Linked DNA regions of Capsicum annuum: region 1 is linked to region 2. The links are chromatin contacts, called in public Hi-C maps. All regions are on one chromosome and are shown on one strand. The core of a region is the stretch at or near the end of the contact, and the rest is flanking DNA. Distances in the headings are between cores, read along the strand shown. Region 1 holds the start of LOC107878278 (disease resistance RPP13-like protein 4). Region 2 has its middle 13 kb from the start of LOC107878276.

Evidence for each region. A called contact is a pair of places that touch in the nucleus more often than the background predicts.
Region 1: a Hi-C map of leaf shows a contact between it and region 2, with 4 times the contacts expected there. The contact joins the promoter of LOC107878278 here to the enhancer-like site in region 2. A contact is called at or near these places in 3 of 5 Hi-C or Micro-C datasets (leaf and placenta).

The regions. Positions count from the first base shown.
Region 1 is chr7:195,913,327-195,917,860 of UCD10Xv1.1, forward strand. LOC107878278 (disease resistance RPP13-like protein 4) reads right to left here and starts at 3,138. Exons shown (of 3, transcript XM_047415346.1): 1 at 2,986-3,138; 2 at 1,702-1,797.
Region 2 is chr7:195,836,556-195,841,213 of UCD10Xv1.1, forward strand. No RefSeq gene overlaps it. Among protein-coding and RNA genes, the nearest start is that of LOC107878276, 13 kb to the left of the region's middle. Within about 2 kb of position 3,091, at least 5 of the 5 cell types and tissues checked have an H3K27ac peak or open chromatin away from gene starts, as enhancers often do. A contact at or near this core is called in leaf, where this site is marked.

The DNA.
Region 1 (4,534 bases), core at 1,888-4,387, 77 kb after region 2:
CTTTTTGGTATAGTCATCTGATACAGATTCTGTATCAGTAGTTACTTCATCTACAGACCATTATTTGCTGCCATATCAGTTAATGTTAGAAGAGAGTTTATGGTTGTATAGTTACGGTCTTACATGTAAAGTGTCCTGTACCCACGACTCAATTTTCTCTAGGTTCATTTAGTAGCCTGACTAAATTAATCCACATTCTGTCAAACTCTCTGTATAATTCCCTCCTTGTGTTGCAAAGTGTTGGATTATTGGAAATGACCAAGTCTAAGAAGGTCATTTCTTGATATCTGAGTTGTATAGAATTTGAAAATCTAAAGAAGCTATTCTGAAGCTTTTAGTTTTAGTAAGTTATATAATATTGTTATACTTATCAATTAAATGATATACATGATATGTCACTAAGACAATTGCATCCATTAACAAATGTTTTTAGCAGAATCCAGATTTCACTATTAGAACTTAGAAGGTAGCCGGATCAAAGTTTAAGCAAGACTGACACTGGAACTAACTATGCATGCTGGGTGTTGATTTTTCAAACGGTAACTCAACTAATAGTTATTATCTCGCAAAATCAACTTTTTTCTTTCTTTCAATTTCGTTCAATAAAAGGAAGTGTCCTTTTGAGATGACAACTGTCATTTGAGTGACTATATGAGAAATCAACTCTGTTTGTTACAGTGCTATGGGACTGAACATGTTTCCAAAGCAAGGGAAAATAATTGGTTGCGGAAACTAAACCAAATTATCGGAAAGATGCTCTATTCACTTTGCTTGTCTTACTGCCAATATTCTAAAGATATAATAAGTGCGACCTGTGTGGATACATCGACTCAGGATTTCACTTCATCTCATATCTATACCTGGACTGGGACAAATGATACACTGGTATTTCAACGCTAGATCTCTACCCCTCGAAAGCTCACTCACAATCTAGGGCTCACTTAGGGCCAGAAAAATAGGAGGCTCACTTAGGGCCAGAAAAATAGGATTCTTCATAAAAAGCCAACCGGGAACCTTCTTGCAAGGGGTTGTGCTTTGCTACTTACTTAGGTTTCCATCTATTGTTTTTAAATACATGGGAATGAATTCATCGGTCAAACACGTCATTTGTATGCACCCGAACATGTTCATTCGGCAAGTTCATCCTGATTGGGAGCTTGGTTGGATCGAATTTGCATTGCACATATGTTTTTTTATATACATAATAGAAATCTTTATTTCCCCTCTCTCTCTCTCGATAGAAATGAGATTATAGCGGATACACACATTAATTAATCAAATTTGCCCGACATAGAGGCGATCAAGAAAACCGCATACGTGAATTCATAACCTACAAAATGGAAAGGGCCACTGGTTTACCTCTCCAGCGAATCAAATTGGCCAAAGGTGTGTGTCCATGAGTGGGGCATGGTATCATATTCTAGCTCGCAGTTTCACTCTTGCATCATTTTTAGTCCCTTTCAAAAGGTCCTTCCTTTTGTAGATCTTTAACTTCAATTTTCCCGCATGACATGTTTAATTAACACCACAACATTAGAAAATACTTTGGTACATTCTATATATCTATAGTTTAAGACAACAAGATTCAAAAGTCTTTTTTTTCTTTCTTGAATTTCATGCGAAGTCAAAATCAGACAAACTAATCGAAACGGAGGGAGTATATTATTGTAACTTTTCAAGATGAGTCGAGAGATTTCTTACCTCAATGTTAGATGATTATATGATAACAATTTTGATCAGGTCTCACAAGTCCAGCAGTGTCACCGTAAAGCTCTTCAACATACCTAATAAGAAGTCCTGAATTCAAATAAAATTTAAATGGAATTGAACAGAGATATATAAAGAATGTAACCCCTTTAGGGGAACTAAGTATTATGACTATTAGGATGTTTTGGTGTGCGTACGAGAGCAAATAATTTCAGGATAAAATAATACGTTTGGGATGAACTTTTTAATGTTTGGTTGATATTAGTCTCGGGATAAGTTATTCCACACATTTGGTGGTATAAGTTATCCCACCCTAATTTATCCTTGGATAACATTATAAAATGACAAAACTATTCCAAAATCTATGATTTTCATTTCACACGCACACATATATTTTTTTTATGAATACATTATACGTTAAATTTATTTGAATAATTATTATGTTTATTTATATATTTTAATTTATCTAAAAGATAATTAAAATATCGACCCCATTATTGAATTACATATTTTAAATTAAATAGTTTTTTAATCACCTGAAAATTGATATTGTATATATCAATTAAAATGAATTTTAATATTCTATATTATATGAGTGATATGTGTTTAAATAAAGTGACATAAACAATAAATCCTCTTTTATTTTAACAAACTTAAGTTGGGAGTTTTTATTTCAAACTAAATAAGATGTAGTAAGATTTTTTTTTAAACACACACGACATAATCTTGGGAAGGCACACGCAAAAAAATTAAAGTTAAATAAGATGAAAATTTTATTTTTGAAATACACACGATATAATCATGAAAATGCATACACAAAAAAATGAAGCTAAATAAGATGAAAGTTTTATTTTTAAGAATAAATATTTAAAGCTTGAAAAGAAATATATATATATATATATATATATATAAAAGTTAAATAAGATGGAGGGTATTTAAGTAATCAATTATTTTATTCTTAGAAATTATACCATGCATATTACTTTGAATATAACAAACCAAACACTCAATAAAAAAAAAAATGCCACCATAACTAGTCCCAATATAACTTATCCCATCATAACTTATCATATCATAACTAATCCCATCATAGCTGCATTCCCAACCAAGCTACCCCTTAAAAGAAAAATCCTATGACACATTTTTCGTCTACTATGGCATGATTTAATATCATATATATATTTTTAAATAGTTAGTGTGATTTAATTACAATAGAATCAATAACAATACCAAGTACAATTCCACAAGTAGAGTATGTGGAGGGTAATGTGTACCCACCCTTACCGGCCAATTACCCCTGCCTTGTGAAGGTACTTGGAGAGGCTATATCCGATAGACCACCAGCTTGAGTAAGCATATCAAATCAAGCATGTAAAACAAATTCAGAAGCAAAGAGGTTGTATTGATCGACAACAATTAAGAGAACAAGTAACAATAACAAACAACACGATAACTGAAGCAACGGAAACAGAAGATACTGCTAAAATTGAAGAAAAGTATGGCATGTTAAAGAGCAACATTAAAACAATCTGAAACAATCAAACATAGTATACGAATGGATAAAGGAATATTTACCTTAATCTAGTGATTACAAATCTAAAATTCAGAATAAAAAGAAAGGTTGTGCTCTTTAAAACTTGGGAAGTGCCTATTTATGAGAAGGGGAGGAAAACTTATAAAACAAGACTAAGGTCCCTTTTCTCCTTCAAAATGTATCAAAATGATAAATAGAAAGTACTTACTATTACCAATGCTATTTTAGTTATACGACCTTTTCTTTCAAAAGTGATCAAAAAGCAAATAAAACGCATGAGATTTTTATAGGGTCATTTTCTTTTAATTTGAGACAGCTAGAAATTTCTCCATACGTTTAAGATTTGTCTTATTTGCAATTCATTTTTAATAGACATAATTATCGGTAATAATTTTTCTATATCATAAAGGTAGGAATAAGGTTTGCGTATATTCTATCCTCTTCGAACTTCACTTATAGGATTACACAAAATATATTATTGTTGTTCTAAGTCAAAATTGCTCATTGTGAGGTTACAGATTCGAGCCACTAATTTTTTGCTTAGGATAAGCTGCCTATGTAAGATCTCTTCTTCAGAGACTCTTAAGGTGAATTTCTTCTCATAATCTTATTTCATAAAAGAAATAAAACATAAGCATGTTCTTTAACTTGATTCCTTGATTCAACTGACATCTATGCCCTTCAACTTTAGATATGTATAAGTAGATACTTAAATTTGTATAGAATTGCATAAGTAGATACATGCATCCTACATGACATTTACATGTCAATCTCACGCAAATTGCCACGTAGATGTCACCTAAAATGTGTTTATATCTACTTGTTCGACTTTATATAAATCTATTATACCTATTAATCCGCGCACCCCCCTCCAAATGGTATCAGAGCTAAGTAATTTAAAAAGTACGGAAGAGATATATGTTAGAAGAGTTGTTAGAATTAAAATAGATTTAGAGTTAAAACAATTTACTTATAATTAAATTAATTATGCGAAGACCATTTAAAAATAGAGAAGCTTTTAGAAAAATTAAAGAATCTTTAATTAGTAATTATTCAGAATATATAAGTCTAAATAAAACAAAAGAAAATCCACAAAAACTAGCCTATTTAATTACATTAATATCTAGTATTGAATCAAAATTAATAACACATTTAAAATCTAGAAGAATGAAACATATACCACTTAATTATAATAAAATTAGATTTAGATATCCACCGAGATATTATAAACATAATTTAAAATGAATAAAATACAACGATATAAAGAATTAAAACAAATTATCTCTGAAAAAC
Region 2 (4,658 bases), core at 1,841-4,340:
GGATTGGTTTATTTTATCATCTCAGCATAATCACATAATCTTGCAAACTCCAAGTTTCACTCCCCCATGGACTCTCGTAGAACCTATAATCTAGCCTTATAACAGATTGTTCTACCCATATATAATCTCAATTTTTCTCTGGAAAGTTCTTGTATTTCCTAAATCCTCAAAGATGGTTGTTTAATTATGTCATCTCTAAATCTGTTAGCAGCAAATTTAGTTGTGCACATCTTTTTCTTGTTTGATGTTGTGCACTTATGCACTAGATTATAGCTTTTAATCATAAAATTACCAGAATCTCTGTCAATTGCACCATAACACAACCAACTATATTTTGGCTTAAATTTGCACTTAGCTCTCACTCTATGAGTTTCATTAGGTTTTAAAATAATTTGAACTCTTTTTTCTACTGTATACCTCCCCAATGTTTTTCTAAATTCCTTAGGACCATTAAAAATCATCCCAAGTTCAAAAACAACAACACAATCATCATCAAATCTGATTTTACTACTTCTTCTTCTCCTTAGTAAGTCAGCACCCACAATAGCATCCTCATCTACCAAATCAGTGCTAGCAATACTATCACAGTCTGAACTATCAATGAACTCTTCATCACCTCCTAATTTACCCACATATCTGTCTTTTTTTTTTTTTCTGAAAATGTCCTGAAAACCTTTGTTAATACGAGCTTCACCTACAGGTATTTCTTCTCTAACTTTTGCTTCTTTTTTTTGGATTTCTTTTGCTTCTATTTCAGCCCTAAAGGCTCTCAACTCTTCATCAATGTCTGAACCATCCTCATCAGGGATTTCAACATCTGAATCAGTACTAGGCACATCTAATTCATTACCATTCAGATTTTCATCAAGACCCCTACCCTCATTACCATCACTGCCTATATCATCTTCATCAATACACACGGTTGTCCCTTCTAAAAGAAAGGAAGACTTTGGTACAACCTCAATATCTTCTTCAATGCCATGAAGAAGAAACACATCAAGCTCATCACAATATTTCAAGTCCTTCACAAAGTCTAATAACTCCCTATCAGAATTAATTGGAACTAACTCTTCACCATATATATGTTGACAGTAGAACCCCTTAATATTTGAATACCCAAGATCTTTGGCATAAGAAAAAAACTCAAAAAAATTATAGTGGTCTTTATTAATAGCAACAGCAAAGACATCAACCTCACCTTTATAACTAAGCTTAGGGCCGGCTACAAGACTTTCCTCGTGGTGAAAACAGGTCAAACTATAATTGTCCATTATATTTCCTTAACAGCCCCCAGAAGATTCTCAATAAAAGAAAATACCCAAAATATCCTTGAACTAGAAAAATACCAAAATAACCTTGTATTTATCAGTGAAATCTAAAAAATAACACATAAATTAGTCAAATCCCTAAAAAACCCACACAAAATCCACACAAAACCCTAACTTTGTCACTGAAATCTCTAAAACAAATCTAATAACGAAAATTCAGAAAAACACTACAAATAGTTGGGGTAAAATATCCATACAATAAGGAAAATAGAAAAAAAGTAAAGAACAACTTTAGTTGTACCTCAAATTTCTTCAATTTCGTCAATTAAAAAAAAGAAATCTTCAATTTCATCAATGAACATTAATCAACACTTCATATCATGCATTGTACCTACAAAAAATACCATTATTAGCTAGATCTCTCAACGAATTAACGAAAATCGAATCAAAAGTAAAAAAAAAATAAAAAATAGCGAAGCTCTTCAATCGGGTTTGAGAAATGATATGGAAATGGGAATTTTGTGAGATTTTACTCCTTAAATTTTGATATGCTGATGTATAAAGTAGTTTCCACCGTGACAGGTTTTAAATGACTTATAAAATCCACGTGGGTCGTTTGACTCACATGCGCCTCACCTTAATTTTAATAAGCGCAAAAAGTGTCAAAGTAAGACACTTTTATCTACTTGAGGTGTTTAAAATGAACATGGTCCAGTTAAGGCGTCTAAGTGAAAGATGGTGCCAAGTTTAGGGGATCACCGATGGATTTGACCATAATTTTAACCACTTAATTTGTCAATAGGAGTCTTGTACGGTTATTTTGCTGTAAATTGAGGCTTCTTTCACAAGTTCAGAACTAGATTGGAATATAATGCAAGTAGTATTTGAATAGAATGTGGAGAAGTGAATAATTCAAGCCTATATATTTGAAATGTGAGCATATAAATTTCTGTGCTTAAATTGTTAGCCTCACACATTAAATTGCATTACATAAGATAATATATTAGTTAGGTGCACATGTTTGCTCATCACTCGGAATGACAGAAAATGACTAACTCCTTTGACATGATTAAATTGCATAAGGTGTTGCATTACAAGCTTATATGAAATTATCTGCTTATGTGCCATTAATTGTGTTGCTTAAACCTTCAGCTTAAGTTCATATTAATTCGTTTACATTCAGAAAGAAAAAAAATAGCCAACCTTCTCAAACATGAGTGCCACGATTGGTTAAGCTTGATTAAGCCACTCAATCGCCCTACATATGGGTTGAACTTGAGTGAGTAAAATCATAATCCCCACGACAATTTCACTATGTCGAAATCTTTTTAAGAAGTTACTTCTTTAAAGATAATTCAATTTTCAACGTCAGTTTGATAGTTTTCATCTTCAGTTTCAATTACTTGTTTCAAACTCAGTTTCCAGATACAGTTTCAGCTAACATATTTATTCTATTTGTAATGTAAAGTTACTTATTTTACTTTTCGCACTTCATTATAGTACTCCCTCCGTTTCATAATAAATGAATTGTTAGATTTTGGCACACATATTAAGAAAAAAAGACATAAATTTAACACAACTTTTCATTTTTACCCTAAAAAAAAAAAGTTGACCTTGTAAGACCTTTTCAAAAGTTAATTGGTTGTCAAATCATAAGGGCAAATTTGAAAAAAAAATTTAATGATTCACTTATTTTGAAACACCAATAAATACCCCAACAATTCACTTATTTTAAAACGGAGGGAGTACTATAATCCACATTAATCTTGTCCTTTGCTTAAAGGGTTGTTAACGAGGCTTTCTGGGTATCCTTCAAAGGTACTTAGCACGTTTGAGCCTTCCACATCGTCTGACTAGTGTTGAGTGGTGGTGATCGATGAAGCATATGTCCAGGGTTGGACTTTTCTCATTTACTGACAAGATTCACCTATTTCATCCTAGCAGTAATGGTTCTTTTTAGACTTATTATCATTAGATGGTGTATTATATTTTCGGGGAATGCCCCCCCCCCCCCCCCCCTCTTCCCCCATAAACTTATCTATTCAACATTATTAGTTAAGACGCTCATGACTTCTTAGTGGGGTTTAACTTTTGTTTTATTATTCACCTTTTAGATTATTAATTTGAGAACTTTTATTACTGACTATTTGAATGCTACGTTTTGCTTAGACCTTCAGCTAGCTAGTTTAGTAGTATTCGTTCGACCCGTAACAAAGATTTAAGTATCAATCACATCCCACTCCAGTTGGCGGCGCGGCAATACCAATACATAAAATTTCAACTGTGTATTTGTTGTTATTAAAAGTTAGCCATAAAAAGTATAGAAATATGAATTGCTTGCTCTGCATGAAATATCATGGAATTCAACGACAACAATAACATACCTGTATATTTCCATAAAGTTAGATTTGGGGAGGATAAGTGTATACAATCTGATCACTACCTCAAAATTGTTATGGAATTCAAGATCCAGAAATCTGAACTTGGAGAAAGAGATATGAAATGGGCTTCTCATAGGCCCAAGTTTATTCAATCGTCAACTCCTAATGGGCCACCGTGGACAAAACTCATTTCCCTCGACAGCAGAATGGGCTAAATGCACAAACACATGTTTTGGATCGCCCTTCAATTTATGTTTGCTTTTTATATTAGAAAAATTACAGAAACTAGTATCTTTAAGATTATAATTATAATAAATAGCAATATTTTTTCAAAATTGCAACTTATAACAAAAGTAGCAATATTTTACCCACTTCATAGTAGTAGAAGAATATGTATTTTTCAGTTGTGCATATGTATTTATAAGTAATACATATATATTTGTATATGTATTTATATAGCAACATTTTACTTAAATACAAAATATAATTTGTTATTTTTCGTAATTATGAAACTGTTGTTATAAAAGTTATAATTAAAGCTACAGAGTTGCTATTTCTGAAATTTTCCCTTTTATATACTCCCTCCGTCTCATTTTATGTGTCATTATTTCCTTTTTAGTTTGTCCCAAAAAGAATGTCATGTTTCCTTATTTGGTAAATATTTAAAAATACAATTACACTTATACCCTTTGGGCCCACTTAATTAAAGAAAAAGATAGTAGCACATTTTTTGATAAAGGACAATTTGGTAAATATTATCAAGTCTTTCCTTATTTTTTAAACTCCATGCCCGTTCAAATGGCGACTCATAAAATGGGACGGAGGGAGTATTATTTTTGGGAAATAGACACCCATTGGCCATTTCTAAAACAAATGGCCAGCATTTGCTAATTTGTCAAATAACGGTCAGTCGGCCAAACTATTACCATTTAATAGTCATTGGACTACTTTGACCCTTTTCTTCTTAGGCCATTTCGACCTACTTTTTAAGAGATTTTTTTTTGTTTCA